Regions from separate parts of the Pan troglodytes genome. Here region 1 is linked to region 2. Evidence: chromatin contacts called from public capture Hi-C data. All regions are on one chromosome and are shown on one strand. Each heading gives the region's core, a stretch centred on a gene start, on an enhancer-like site or on the middle of the called end of the contact. The rest is flanking DNA. Distances are from core to core; before and after follow the strand shown.

Region 1 (6,965 bases), core at 579-3,078, 400 kb after region 2:
ATGGCGCGGTCAGTCCTGTGTTCTGAGAGTGTAACTTTGGGGACAAGGTGACAAATAAGTGGCAGGAGTGAGGTTGGAGGCTGGAGAAGATAGTAACCCACCACCATGGCCTAGAAAGGAGCTGAGCAGTGCTGCCGTGGAGCCACAGCAACAGAGGGAACAAATGCAGAAAGTGCCACTGAGGCAGGAGGCAGGATTTTGCCCACTAAAAGTCAAGGCTGAGTCAGGGGTTGAAGGAGAGCATGGTACTGTGAGTTCTGAGACAGACAGGGAGAGGAACCCGTGAGATGGGAGTGAGAGAGAGGAGCCCTCTGCTCTCACTGGCACCTGTGCTGCTGGGCAGGGTCAGCCACAGGTGGAAATTCAGGTCTTGGAAGCTAAGGATCAGGAGACTCTTGCTAGAGGCAGTAATTGAATCCCTAAGGTTTAACAAGATGGCCCACAAAAATGTGCAAAGGAAAGACGAACCCTTGGGAATCCCAACATCTAAGTGATCAGCAAGCGGGTGGGGGGATTTGGAGAACAGCCAAAGAAAGATTGAAAGAGTAGCAGAGGAGGCAGGGAGGATGTCTGAGGAGGAGGCGCTGCACTAACAAGGAAAAAGAACATCTCAGAGACGGGGGAGACACAGTCTCAAAGGCTGCCGAGGTCAAGGAGATTTAAACAGAAAAGCAGATTTTATATTTGGCAACTAAGAGAAAAGGGAGAGATCACAGTGGGTTGCAGAAAAAGGGGGATTAAGAAGGAACAGAAATGGGTATAGACTTTTTTATATATAAAGTTCACAAAAGGAAGAAAAAATGATAGTTTGGAGAGAAAAGCAAGAGCAAAGCAAGACTTCTTGTCTGGGTCGAATGCCGAGTCCATGAGCAGATGGCAGGGAAGGAGGAGGAAGGTGGGAGAGGAGACAGTGGCTCACTTCCTGTTGGAACGGGGCCTGGGGAGGTGGGAAGGAAGAGGATGGGACACACAGGAATAGGGGCTCATCTTGGAAAGGGCTGGAAGCATCTCTCTGAACCAAGGGAGAAAAAGATGAAAGACAGAGGAACTTTGAGGTGGACTTGGGGGAAGACAAAGGGTTTGATTTCACTCATGCAGATGATAAAGTCATCTGCTGAGTGAGTGAAGCAGAGAGCAGGGGTGTCTGAGGGAAAGTGGAAAGGATCAGAAGAACACTTGCTAAAGAAAATGGACCAGGCCAGGCGCGGTGGCTCACACCTGTAATCCCAGCACTTTGGGAGGCGGAGGCAGGCAGATCACGAGGTCAGGAGATCAAGACCATCCTGGCTAACACGGTGAAACCCCATCTCTACTAAAAATACAAAAAATTAGCTGGGCGTGATGGTGGGCACCTGTAGTCCCAGCTACGCGGGAGGCTGAGGCAGGAGAATGGCGTGAACCCGGGAGGCGGAGCTTGCATTGAGCCGAGATCACGCCACTGCACTACGGCCTGGGCGACAGAGTGAGACTCTGTCTCAAAAAAAAAAAAAACAAAATGGACCAGTCACTAGAGATGACTAGAATAGCCTGTGAAAGACATCAAAGACCCAACTGAAGCTGGCCCCCATGAATCAGTGTGATGACGTCATTTCAAAATCTGCTCAGCAGCTTGGAAACTACTGGTGAAAACCGTGGTGTGTGTGGGTTCCTCCAGGTTGGGAACCGGCAGAGCTGGTAGGGGAAGGTTCCCAGGGCGGGGGTGGGGAGGGTGCCAGTGAGCACGCAGTTGCAGTAATTGGGCATGACATTAGGCTGAGTGAAGAGGAAAACCAGCTGGCAACAGAGGCGTGGGGTGAGGGACTGCAGTATTGTCATAAAGCCTGGTTCAGCAGGACTTAATGTGAGAGAGAAGGAAATACACTAATCTGTAACTGAAGAAGGGACTTTTGGAGTCCTGCCTTAGAGGTGGGACGGTTTTGAGTGTGATCAGGTTCTGGAGGTGGCTCTGATTCTGTGCTGCTGCTCTGGAGTGGAGGAAAAGGTCATTAGAGAGAAAGTCGTCAAGGAACTAGGGTGGTGGGTGGATTATTCCCATGGGTGGTGAAACAGTCCAAGTTGGGGCTGGGAGGAGTGAGGTGGAGCAGACAATGGGATGATGGTCATGAAAATTGAACTGGGTGGAAAATAAGGGCTGAGATTTCTGAGAAAGGGGACAGTCTGTTTTGTTCTCTGTATATTTTGACAAGCGTTTGAAGCTTGTTCTCAGGACTGCCAGCAATGATTTGGTCCTCAGGAAATGAATGTGCATAGGTGTGGACTTGGACCTAAGCATGAGTTTTCATTTCGTCAGGGTGTTATGAGATGAAAGGGAGCTCATGCAGAAAGGGGACTGCATTTTCTTTATGATTAGTCATTTTGTTGCTGGCCTGGTACCTTAGAATGCCCTTCTGAGCAATGGCAGAGTATCTTTGATGGGCCCCACCTATTGTTTACCTGTCTGCTGGGAAAATCAAAATTGCTAACAAGATTCTGAAAGGCAGTTACAAAATGAGACCCCCTTACATACCTGTCTTTCTCCCACACTAGGCGTGTGTGCCTCAGGAAGTTCCCTTTAAGTATTCAAATGGTTAATATAGTCAATATAACATCGTACCTTCTCCCCAAGTTGTCAATCCCTTCTATCTAAAAACATCTTTTCAGTTACAACTTATTGAGCATACACACTGTGCTGAGTACTTTATATTCTTATTTCACCCTCACCAAAATATGTTATGAGGTAGTTCTTATTCTTCCCATTCTAGAAAAAATAAAAACAGAGGCTGAGAGACATTAAATAAACTGCCCAAGTTTATATAACTAGTACATGACCAAGCCTGGATTTAAACCCAGGTCTATCTGGCTCCAAAGAGCATCCTAACCACATTATTCCCACTGGCAATAAAAACACTTTTGTTTTGTTTTGTTTTGTTTTGAGACAGGGTCTCACTCTGTCACCCAGGCTGGAGTGCAGTGGTGCAATCTCCATACAAGAAAAAGCACACTGCCACCTCCACCTTCTGTGTTCAAGTATTCTTGTGCCTCAGCCACCCGAGTAGCTGGGACTACAGGCGCACACCACCACACCTGGCTAATTTTTGTATTTTTAGTAGAGATGAGGTTTCACCATGTTGGCCAGGCTGGTCTCGAACTCCCGGCCTCAAGTGATCCACCTGCCTCAGCCTCCCAAAGTGCTAGGATAGGATTACAGGCACAAGCCACCACACCCAGCCTCAAACACGCTTGTCTAATATACTTTATTCACTATAATGTAATCATAATTTTCTATTTAAGCAGGATTATTATTAAAGTGAACTTTCCACATCTTTCCTCGAGATTATTTCTTATTTTCCTAAAGTTTTCAAAATGTATTTCTATTATTTCTGTGAAATAAATGCATAGTGGGAAATTTTAAACATCAAGAAATGTATCATCAGTCTAATAATGTCAACACAGCTGTGGGAAACTCATTAGTTACAGCCTCCCAGCTGCCTGCCGTTCTTTTAATTCAGTGATGGTCCTTGGCTGACACCTAGTGGAAAACCTGGAAACAGTACTTTAAAAATTAAATGTCCAGACAAAAAAAAATTCTTGAAGTCAGCTTTACAGATACCAGGGAACTTCTTGGAAATAGCCATATTGCCCATTAGTATATGTGATAAATAAATTTAACTCTTCTCCAAATTAATTGAGAATAAAGGTGAAGGTATTTTGCATTTTATATATTAGTATGTTTCTGTAATTGCACTTCCCAGAGACTGAGCTAACATTTGTGTTTGCAAGTAATTTCAACTCATAATCTCAAACTCTGAATGTACGAGAGAGATAGCTATCAGTGTTACAAAAATTGAAGCATTTGTTTTCTCTAAGGTGACTGTGTTGAGGCTCCCCCAAGCCCCACACTTTTTCACTAAACATGATCGCCACTTAGCCGAAATATTTGTACTGGGATATCACAGATGGTAGCAAAATAGAGTAAAATTATTTTAAAAGTTATTTTTAGCATAGTGTTTTGTAGGTTAAATTATACTACCCTTAAAAAATGAAAATGACTTTAAAGAGGCAAGAAAGGCTACAATCCCCTAGGACAGTGGTCTTCAACCTTTTGGGCACCAGGGATTGGTTTTGTGGAAGACAAAACCTCCACGGATGGAGGCAGGGGGAGGCTTTTGGGATGATGAAAGCACATTACGTTTATTGTGCACTTTATTTCTATTACTATATGGTAATATATAATGAAATCGTTCTACAGCTCACCATAATGTGGAATCAGTGGGAGCCCTGAGCTTGTTCTAGCCCTGAGCAACTAGACGGTCCCATCTGGGGGTGATGGGAGACAGCGACACCCCAAGTGTGTTGCTTATGTCCAGTCTTCTCTCATCTTATTTTGGTCACTGTCACTGCAGAAAACCCTGCTTCACAAAGATAGGATGTTGGAAATGGAAGCAGGCTTTTGTGCTTTTGTGGCAATCTCAGGATATTCGCCTGGACTTTAATCCAGAATGTATGGAGATTTGAAGTTGTCTCAAACATACTTTTTTTTTTTTTTTTTGAGATGGAGTCTCATTCTGTCGCCTAGGCTGGAGTGCAGTGGTGCTGCAACCTCTGCCTTCCCAGGTTCAAGCAATTCTCCTGCCTCAGCCTCCTGAGTAGCTGGGGTGTCAGGCACACACCACCACGCCCAGCTAATTTTTGTATTTTTAGTAGAGACGGTTTCACCATGTTGGTCAGGCTGGTCTTGAACTCCTGACCTCGTGATCTGCCCGCCTCAGCCTCTCAAAGTGCTGAGATCATAGGTGTGAGATACCATGCCCGGCCTCAAACATACTTTTAAGGCCACCGGATGCAGCTGTACAATTGAAGTACATCAACTCACTTGCCACGATAAAGCCTGCCACCAGATGCAGCTTAATTGCCCCTTGACACTCACTGACAGGGTTTTGATATGAATCTGCAAGCAATTGATTTATTATGGTCTCTGTGCAGTCAAACCTCTCTGCTAACATTAATCTGCTCCTCAGTGCTAGCATCACTGCCTCAGCTCCACTTCAGATCATCAGGCATTAGATTCTCACAAGGAGTGCTGCAACCTAGATCCCTCGCATGCATGATTCACAGTAGGGTTCACACTCCTATGAGTATCTAATGCTGCCACTGATCTGATAGGAGGCAGAGCTCAGGCTGTAATGCGAGCCATGAGGAGCCACTGTAAATCCAGACGAAGCTTCTCTCGCTTGCCCACCACTCACCTCCTGCTGTGCGGCCCAGTTCCTAACAGGCTATGAACTAGTACTAGTCTGTGGCTCGGGGGTTGGGGACCCCTGCCCTAGGAGAGTGGGTGGAACTCACCAGTTGAGCTGATCATTGAATCCTAATGACCATTCTGAAAGAGAGGCTCCCTGATCCCACTGTCCAGTTGAGCTCGGAGAGCACCCACCTAGTGAAGTGCCTGAGCTGGGATCACAGACATTGTCCTTCAGGGCCGTCTCACTCTGGGAGATTCTGGGGCACACAGAAGAGATGGGAGGTGCAGGGAGTTGGGGAAACAGAGAGACTTAGCTCATGATAATCACAGCATTCTGCAGGAGGAAAGACAACAATGAGAGGAAACTTCCAGCAGCCATTTTGCAATTAACTCAAAATAGTTACAAGGCCATAGTGTCATCGTGAGGGCTGGTGATAAAGATACCAGGCTCCGTGCCTTGAGCTTTTGAGTCAGTAGATCAGGGTTGGGTGGCAAGAATCTGCATTTTTTTTTTTTTTTTTTTGAGACGGAGTCTTGCTCTGTCGCCCAGGCTACAGAGCTGGCTCAATCTCGGCTCACTGCAACCTCTGCTTCCTGGGTTCAAGCGATTCTCCTGCCTCAGCCTCCCTATTAGCTGGGATTACAGGCACCCGCCACCATGCCTGGCTAATCTTTGTATTTTTAGTAGAGACGGGGTTTCACCATATTGGCCAGGCTGGTCTTGAACTCCTGACCTTGTGATTGTGATCTGCCCGCCTCAGCCTCCCAAAGTGCTGGGATTACAGGCGTGAGCTACCGCGCCCAGCCGAGAATCTGCATTTTTAATAAGCTGGCCAATGAGTGCTGATGATCAGCCAGGCTTCGGAACCAGCCTCCCTCCCTCCTCTTTCACAGGATTGGGGGTGCAGTCTTAGCTCTGGTGCCTTGATGGTGTAGCAGCTATTACCCACTTGAGGGCGCTCATCTGCTTGAATTCCCTGCACTGTGTGTAAATGCTTAACATAAATAGCGAGTTTTTAAACGTTTTTAAAAATCTATTTATTCAGGTGGGATAAGATCTGTGTTGAGATTTGGAGTTTAAAGAAAAAAAAAAGCAATTGGAATTACAGCTCTACTTTCTCTCTTTCAGGCCAAGCAAGCAATCCTTGAAATGGATGCCATTCGTAAGTTTTATTTCCTTAACACAATTTGAAATTTCATTGTCTGTTTGTATCTATCACATTTTCTATCTTAAAGTTCATGAAAATGTCGATTGTTAGAAAATAGTATCTCTGTATTCACTGTTTTCACAAATTGGGTAGACAGTATAATCCCTTCTAAGCACGTTGACTTGTTTCTACATTGCTTCTCCCAGGTTTATCTGAGTCCCTTGATGGCTGGCCACTGTTTGGGTTTCTGCATCAACTAACAATGTCAGTTATGTCTCCAGGGTCAACTCTACCCCTACCCCCGCCCCAACCTCTACCACCACCAAAAACCAGAGCTTCACAATGCATTTCTCACTTCATCCCTAACAAAATGTTGATTATCTGCAAGAATCACAATCACTTCGTAGTATTGGTTTTCCTGATGCAGCAGAAACTTCGAAAATCACAACCACCTCACATATGTGCATATATTTCTAGGCTTACAAAAGTAGAAGAGAATAAATATTACAGGTCCTTCCTATTAAATAAGACCTTATTCAACAGCAGTTATCACATCTTTGTTATTTTTCAGATTAAATAGAATAAAAAGAGAAAAC
Region 2 (7,524 bases), core at 183-2,682:
CAGAGCAAGAAATATGGGGAAGTCAACGTTATTGTGTGAATAACATCAGCCTTTGGTTGGTTGATGGATGGCTATTGAGTTTGGGGGTTCTTCTGTGATCTTATTAGTTGCTACAGATATTCTCAGTATCTCTTAGCACCTTGTAAACAGAGGAAAGAGAAGCCTGCATCTCCTCTCCTCAGCAGATAAACATCTGGGGACAGTGACAAAGCCCACAGACCCTGATGGTGTCTTTGATATACAGCCACAATACGCATTTTGACACCGAGTAGATGCTTTTAGATGACGAAATCAGTGGTTTGAATTGAGGCATTTGTGTGAAGTTCATGAGCTTTCATGCCATGATTGGCTTAAGTAATTCAGAACTAGCTGCGTGTGGGTGCCGTGGAAATACTCTTTCAATCTCTTTCTTATTGGGCCATTTTTGTGCAAAAGAAATTGCTGTTTTAATGGCAAAACCAGCAATTACTTTTGCACCTACCCAAGAGTTCATGGGATATTCAAAGCAATTTTCCGAACTGTATCCTCCAACTCGAGGCAGTTACTGTGAAACCACTAGATGGCACAGTCATGCTAGATGTAATCAAGACTTCAGCAGAAATGAAAAAGTGAGTCTTGCTAGATAACTTCATCAGATACTTAAGCTGTAGTTTACTTCCCCTCTCCAAAATTTTTCTACATGTTAGTAATTTATGTCTTCCAGATCGTGTAAATACAGATGTGTTAGACTTAGTCATCTAAATCAATTGTTCAGTGACTACAGCCAAACTATAAAAAATGATTACTTCTCTTTGTTTTCAGTTCAAGTATTTTTACTATTCCTTTGCCACACATTTATTTTTCATACAGTTACATCAGCGCCCTGGGTCCCTTTTCTTTTGTACGCATAGTGATAGAGAGGGAAATTACTCATCTCCAACGTCCTGGAAATTGTTTTCCAGCGCATAAATTTCCTCGCCCTCTGAAAGATGTCAATCATTTTCTTTAGCAGGGCATTAGGGAACTCCAGCTTTCCGAAAGATGTTAGGAAAGAAATGTCATGTCCCAAGACACAAAGTAAATGATTACTTTCTTTACCCAGCTTTATTTGTCATTTGTCTTAAAAAAAAAAATAGGAGAACTGTTTTATTCACAGTCAGAGGCTAAGGCAGCAAGACAAGGCACGTTAGTGAGGCTGTAAATACCACTGTGTCCACGATCACTTAACACAACGCCATCTCCCAGCGCAGCCCCAGCCCCTCTGCACCCCCCGCCCCACTGCACCCCTTAAAGCCAGAAACACTCAGGCCCCCCGAAAGTTTAGTAGGGCTGCATTTAGAACAAGTCCAGAGCCAACAAAGGAAAATAGTGGAAGACACTTAGGAGGGAGAAGAGAGAAATGAAATTTATTTAGCCCGAGGTCCCCACGCCATGAATGTGGCCAGCAGGGGGCTTCTCGTGCGGACGCTCAAAGCCGGAAGAGCCAGCAGGCACAGAAGCCCTCGTGGGAGCCGGGAGTTCCATGGCGAGGCCCCCCGCTGCTGCCCCAAGAAACGCTTGGGTTTGAGATCTCAGGAAACACGGAGAGCCCCCACTGCGATGGTGACGGCCCTGGAGTGGGTGGTGCTAAGGAAAGGGCAGCACACCCTTGAGGGCGGGAAGTGAATGGGGTGAGAGTTGGCACTGCTGGCCATGTTTTCCTCCATTTCCTTATGGGACTCAGTTTCCTCAAAGGAAGAACCAAAATGAATAAAGTCTGATATGGTTTGGCTGTGTCCCCACCCAATTCTCACCTTGAATTGTAGCTCCCATAATTCCCACATGCAGTGGGAGGGACCCCCTAGGAGGTAATTGAATTGGGAGGGTGGGCCTTTTCCGTGCTATTCTTGTGATAGTGAGTAAGTCTTATGAGATCTGATGGTTTTATGAAGGGCAGTTCCCCTCCACACGCTCTCTTGCCTGCCTCCATGTAACATGTGTCTTGGTTCCTCTTCGTCCTCTACCATGATTGTGAGGCCTCCCCAGCCACGTGGAACTGTGAGTCAATTAAACTTCTTTCCTTTATAAATTATGCAGCCTTGGGTATGTCTTTATTAGCAGCCTGAGAACAGACTAATACAGAATCTAGTTTTTTATACAAAGAGATTGAGAAACAGCCCTTGATTGTGCTGACAAGATTTTAGGAGCTGTTTATAAGCGCCCTACTGAGGACTCTGGAGATGATCCTTCATTCTAGAATTATAAGGTTAAAGTTGTTTGTTTGTTTTTTCTACTTGCCTAGTCCTTGGTGTATATAAAGAATCTTGTGGTACTTTGGTATTTATTAAGAGATAGAGAGTCTTTAATTTTTGAATACATTGGATCAATTTTTATATAGTATTGCATTTTTTATAACCCTTATTTACTTTTTATTTTAAAACCCCACCGTCTTCTCTATTCTCTTGACCCAGATGTCATGTAATAAGTTATGACATTATACATTTTCACCTTAGAGCTATGTTCTGGGGCTTGGCGCTCCTATTATTTAAAAAATGGTATCTTCTATGAGAAAACATGAATATTAAAGTAGACATGAATTTAGTTTTGTATAATTAAATTGAATCCCAGGATGGCAAAGATTTAAATATGATTTATACTTGGCATTAGTAGCAGCAAGTAATACTTGCTGCAGTAACAAAAAACCATTTCAGTGGCTTTGTACAATGAAGGTTTATTTCTCACTCTTATCACCATTCAACAGAGAGAGAGCCCCGCTCCATACCTTCATTCAGGGATCCAGGCTCTTTCAAACTGGTTGCTCTGTCATCTTCTAGTACCATGGTTCCCTCTACCAATGCTTTGCATCCTATCAACAGGTGACAAAAGAGAGGGCGAATGGATAAATCACATTCCACTCAACCGCCTCAGTCTGAAGATGACATACATAATTTCTGCTTACATCCCATTCATAAGAACTAGTCCCAAGGACCTATCTCAAGAAGAAGAGAACATGGATATTGTTGCAAAGTATTCTGGTATCTACCATACACACACGTTAAATCAAGTTTAGCCTAAAGCTGCCTCCTTACATATTCTAAATTTAGCCTAAAAGTTTCTCCCTATATGGTGAACTATACATTAAATGGAGGTATAAACAGACTGTAACCTATTTCTGTGACAATCATTGAGTTTTGGCCAATCAAAGAGGGCCAACTGTTCAAGCCATGTTCAAGTAAGGTAAATGCCAAGATGTAACCAATCCAGCTGTTTCTGCACCTCACTTCTGTTTTCTGTGTGTCACTTTCCTTTTTCTGACCATAACTTTTCCACCAGATGGCTGCGTTGGAGTCTCTGAGCCTACTCTGGCTTGGGAGGCTGCCCAATTTGCAAATCATTCTTTGTTCAACTAAACCGTGTTAACTTTAATTTATCTAAGGTTTTTCTTTTAGCACACATGTGCCAGCAATACAAAGTTTGAGAAGATACTAAACTATTTGTTTCAGGGTGAGAAATGCCATGTCTCACTCCTTGATGTACTCCCCCAGAAGAATCCGCCCACTCATACCATACCCAGTCAGGAATAAGCAAAATATGGCCTTGGGAATTAACTTCCTATTTCCAGCATTTGTTTAAACTAAAGAATCTTGGTGAAGTGTTGACCAAGGGAATTTTAAAGTAAAACAGCATATTTTAAAAGTTGATTTAATCTAGTCCTTAAGAAAACAGGCTTTAAGTCCTTTGTAAATGTGGTAGCCAGCCTATGAGATGGCCCCCAATGATTCTGTTGCTGATATTCCACCCTGTGTCATCTCCTCCCACTTTGAATAAGGCTGACTTGTGCAGCCAATAGAATACTGTGAAATGAGAGGTGTGATTTTTGAGACTGGGTCACTAAAGTCATTGCAGCTTCCCTTGCTTTCTTTTGGATTACTTGCTCTTGGGAAAGCCAGTTGCCACATTGTAAGAACACTCAAGAAGCCCTGCAGAGAGGGCCACATGATGAGGAAATGAAGTCTTCTTCCAACAGCCGGCACCGACTTGCCAGCCATGTGAGTGCACCATTTTGGAATCAAATCTTCCACCTCTAATTAGGCCTTCAGATGGCTGCAGCCCTAGATGACTTTTGACTACAACTTCTTGAGACACCCTGAACCAGGACCACTCAGTTAAGCTGCTCCCAATTTCCTGATCCATAGAAATGGTGTAAGATAATAAATGTTTATCGTTGTTTTAAGCCACTAAATTCAGAAGTAATTTATTCCATAGGAACAGCTAAAATAAATACAGTATATCCAGACAATCTGTTCTCCCGTTGTGGGTTTTGGAATGGTGGGTTAACAGTAGACAAAAGGCAAAAGAGGGGACCCCCTGATCTTATCCCACCAATTAGAAATATATATGATTTAAATAGATTCGCTTTCTGCTTTTTAAAATGTTCATAAAAATACTGGCACTTCAACCAGATTAAGTTCATTACCATATAAATAACCCTAGCTAGATTGCTTTTGTTTTTGAGAAGAAAAGATCATTAACTTAAATAGAATATCATTTATTTAAATTTTCACAAGAACCGTATGCTGGAGATTATTGCCATGTTTACAGATAAGAAAATGAAGTCTTATGGAGTTTAAATAGTTTGACTATACTCTAAATGGCAGAGTCAGGGTAGTACAATTCTAGAAGCTGCGTTTCATCCATATTGGTTCCTAAGCCTACCTGAAGTCAATCATTTTTCTCTGTGAAGAGTCGAGACCCCAAGAGGAGGGTAGAGTTAGTTTTGGAGCCTGGTACATGCTGGGCAAGGAGAGACCCAGGTTGCAGCTTGACATAGTTCAGGGCAGTTGAACAACTGTTTGCCAAACACTAATTTGGTAGCATAAATGCTTTTTAGGTCCTACTGGCTGTGGATTCGTGATGGTAATAACAATGACAGCAATGACAGCATGATGCCAACTGCATCTCAGATACTGTTCTGATATATTCACATGTGTTAACCCATTTTATCCTACAACAATCCATGGGTAGGAACTGTTATTGTCGCTATTTTACTGATGAGGCACTAAGGCAAAGAGAGATGAAATAACCTGTCCAAGGTCACCCACCCAGCTAGTAAGAAGTGGAGCTAGGACTCAAACCAGAGAGGCTGACTGCAGAGTCTATGTGTCTGACCTTTCCAGGTGGCTCGATTAATGAGTTAGGCCTGTCCTATATCTGCTGGCTTAGTGTCTACCCCACTGCTGTCCCTACTCCTCACATTCCTCATGTCTTGTTCTCCACTGGTGTCTTGTCGCTGCTCCGGCCCTTCCCACCGTTGCTGAGCTCACCTGCATGGATGCACTGTGTTCTACTGCTCTGTGGATGCCCACGTGGTGGCCAGTGTGTTCTTGGACCCCTGGGAGTCCTTGGGATATCTGTGCTTCCTGCTAGAGCTATATGAGTGCTGGACAGGCAATTACCCCAATGTCCCTAACTTTGATGCAGCCTGAAGCAATCTTCAGAGACCGCCAAATTGTCTGAACTCAAGCAGGGCAGGGTCATTCTCAAGCTGTGATTTGTAGAAGAATCACCTGGTGTACCTACTTAAAATGCAGATCCCCAGGAACTGTGGGAAATTCTGAGCCTATGGGTTTGGGGTAGTGCTGGTTACTCTGAGGCAGGAAACTACCTCCAAGCCTTAGAAGACTCCCACAACAGGGAAATGCCCTCCTCTTCACATGCCCCCCTTGGAGGACTTACTCTCCTTCCCGGAGTTTTCATGTTTCAAGCATCGTTTTGCACCATCTTAATCCATTCAGGCTCCTATGCTGTAATGCCATAGATTGGATGGCTTATAAACAACAGAAATTTATTTCTCACAGTTCTAGAAGCTGAGAAGTCCAAGATCAAAGTGCTAGAAACTTCTGTGTCTGGTGAAGACCTACTTTCTAATTCATGGATGGTGACTTCTCACGGTTCCCGCATGGTAGAAGGGGCAGGGTAGCTCTCTGGGGCCTCTAATCCTCCCAAAGGCCCCTTCTCCTAACGCCATCACCTTGGGGATTAGGTTTCAACATGCGAATTTTGGGGAGACACACTCATTCAGACCATGGTACATGTTTTCCATAATGACTGCCTCCTTCTCTCCAGATCAGGTGACTGGGTCCGGCCCCCACTGTGGCCCACATGCCCCTTTCTCACGCTCAGTGATCTGTTGTCCTCTAGGGCCCCAGGCGAATCAGAGAAGATGGCTCAGACACCATCCCAGAGTGCCCAATTCCACTCAGTGGCTGCTGGGAGCAGCAGGCCAGGCCTGGATCACCAGCCCTACCCGTAAGGGCCTTAGTTGCTGGTAGACAGTCAGAAATGTAAGCAGATTATCAGTATCTAATGGAAAGAGCTGACAAAGAAGTATGAATTGGGTCCCATTGATGGCAGGGGCAGGCCTTCTGGAGCAGCTGCTGCCATCATGCTGGCTGCAGCAGGGAGGTGCGGCCAGGTATGCACACTCCGTGGAGTCAGTGGGAACTGGGGACAAGCAGGTGCCCCACCCCTTCTAAGTTGGGGCAGGAGCTCCCTGGGTGCTGCTGCAGCCACCCAAGCCACGACTGTGGACCTGGGCATCCCTGTGCTCTTGGAGGGGCCAGGAGCAGGCAGGAACCTCACCTTCCCAGGCGCAGCTGCAGTCACCCAAGTTGCAGCTGCAGACCCAGGCCTCCTGCTCCATGGAGCAGGCAGGAGCCCCACCCCTCAGGGTGCAGCTGCAGCCACCCAAATCAATCTGCAGACCCAGACATCTCTGTGCTCTTGGAGGCCCATGAAGGCCAACCCTGCTCTCGCAGGCTCCAAAATACCTGCTCCTGCTGCCTGGTTTCTCCCTGTTGTCAGTGCCTGCTCTGATCATGGAGCAAAGTCAGGGCTGAGTCCAGGGCTGTTACAGCCTGGCTGGGTGTGTACACGCTTAGGGCAGTGCTGACACACAAGGCCCCTTCCACCTTGGCCCCCTCTGGACTTTGGGTGCCAACGAGTATAGGTGTGAAGCCAAGGGGTGCTGAGGGCAGCTCGGCACTGGCCTACAGGTGCCCCTTGGCACCTACAGCCTGGCACCATAAACATCGACAGGAGGCAGACAGGTTCCTTGGCGGAAGGGGGGCAAGTCCCTGGTGAGGCCTTACCTTCACATCAGGGAGGGCCTGAAGGCTGTGGGCTGGGCTGCCAGTCCCGCCAACTGGAGTGGGAACTTGTGGTTCCTTTTCCAGGCCCACCCATGGTCATGGGCCAATTGGCATTCACTTCTTCCCCTCTGTGGCTTATAAAAGCCCCAGGCTCTGCCAAAGCCAAGCAGACATCAGGATGACTTAGCTGTAGAGAGAAGCTACCCACTCAGGACCTCCTCTATGCTGAGAGCTGGGAAGATGATGGGACGACCTGCATGTAGACAGGAATGACCCCATCCAGTGCTGCCTCTGCTGAGAGCTGCAGAGATGATGGGATGACCTGCCTGCAGAGAGGAGCTTCTCACTCCAGGGTCTCCTCTGTGCTAGGAGCTGAACACTCGTTGGGATGCCCTGTAGAAAGGGCCTAACCCCT

The links. Capture Hi-C pulls out chosen DNA fragments and counts their contacts.
Region 1: a capture Hi-C map of stem cell-derived neural stem cells shows a contact between it and region 2, with 7 times the contacts expected there. The contact joins two enhancer-like sites. A contact is called at or near these places in 4 of 7 Hi-C or Micro-C datasets (blood, induced pluripotent stem cells and stem cell-derived neural progenitor cells) and 1 of 1 other capture datasets (stem cell-derived neural stem cells).

Annotation. Positions count from the first base shown.
Region 1 is chr5:162,763,148-162,770,112 of NHGRI_mPanTro3-v2.0_pri, forward strand. It overlaps PLEKHG1 (pleckstrin homology and RhoGEF domain containing G1), which reads left to right. Exons shown (of 15, transcript XM_063812679.1): 10 at 6,351-6,384. Among named protein-coding and RNA genes, the nearest start is that of MTHFD1L, 50 kb to the right of the region's middle. Within about 2 kb of position 1,829, at least 5 of the 24 cell types and tissues checked have an H3K27ac peak or open chromatin away from gene starts, as enhancers often do. A contact at or near this core is called in stem cell-derived neural stem cells, where this site is marked.
Region 2 is chr5:162,368,064-162,375,587 of NHGRI_mPanTro3-v2.0_pri, forward strand. No RefSeq gene overlaps it. Among named protein-coding and RNA genes, the nearest start is that of IYD, 52 kb to the left of the region's middle. Within about 2 kb of position 1,433, at least 5 of the 24 cell types and tissues checked have an H3K27ac peak or open chromatin away from gene starts, as enhancers often do. A contact at or near this core is called in stem cell-derived neural stem cells, where this site is marked.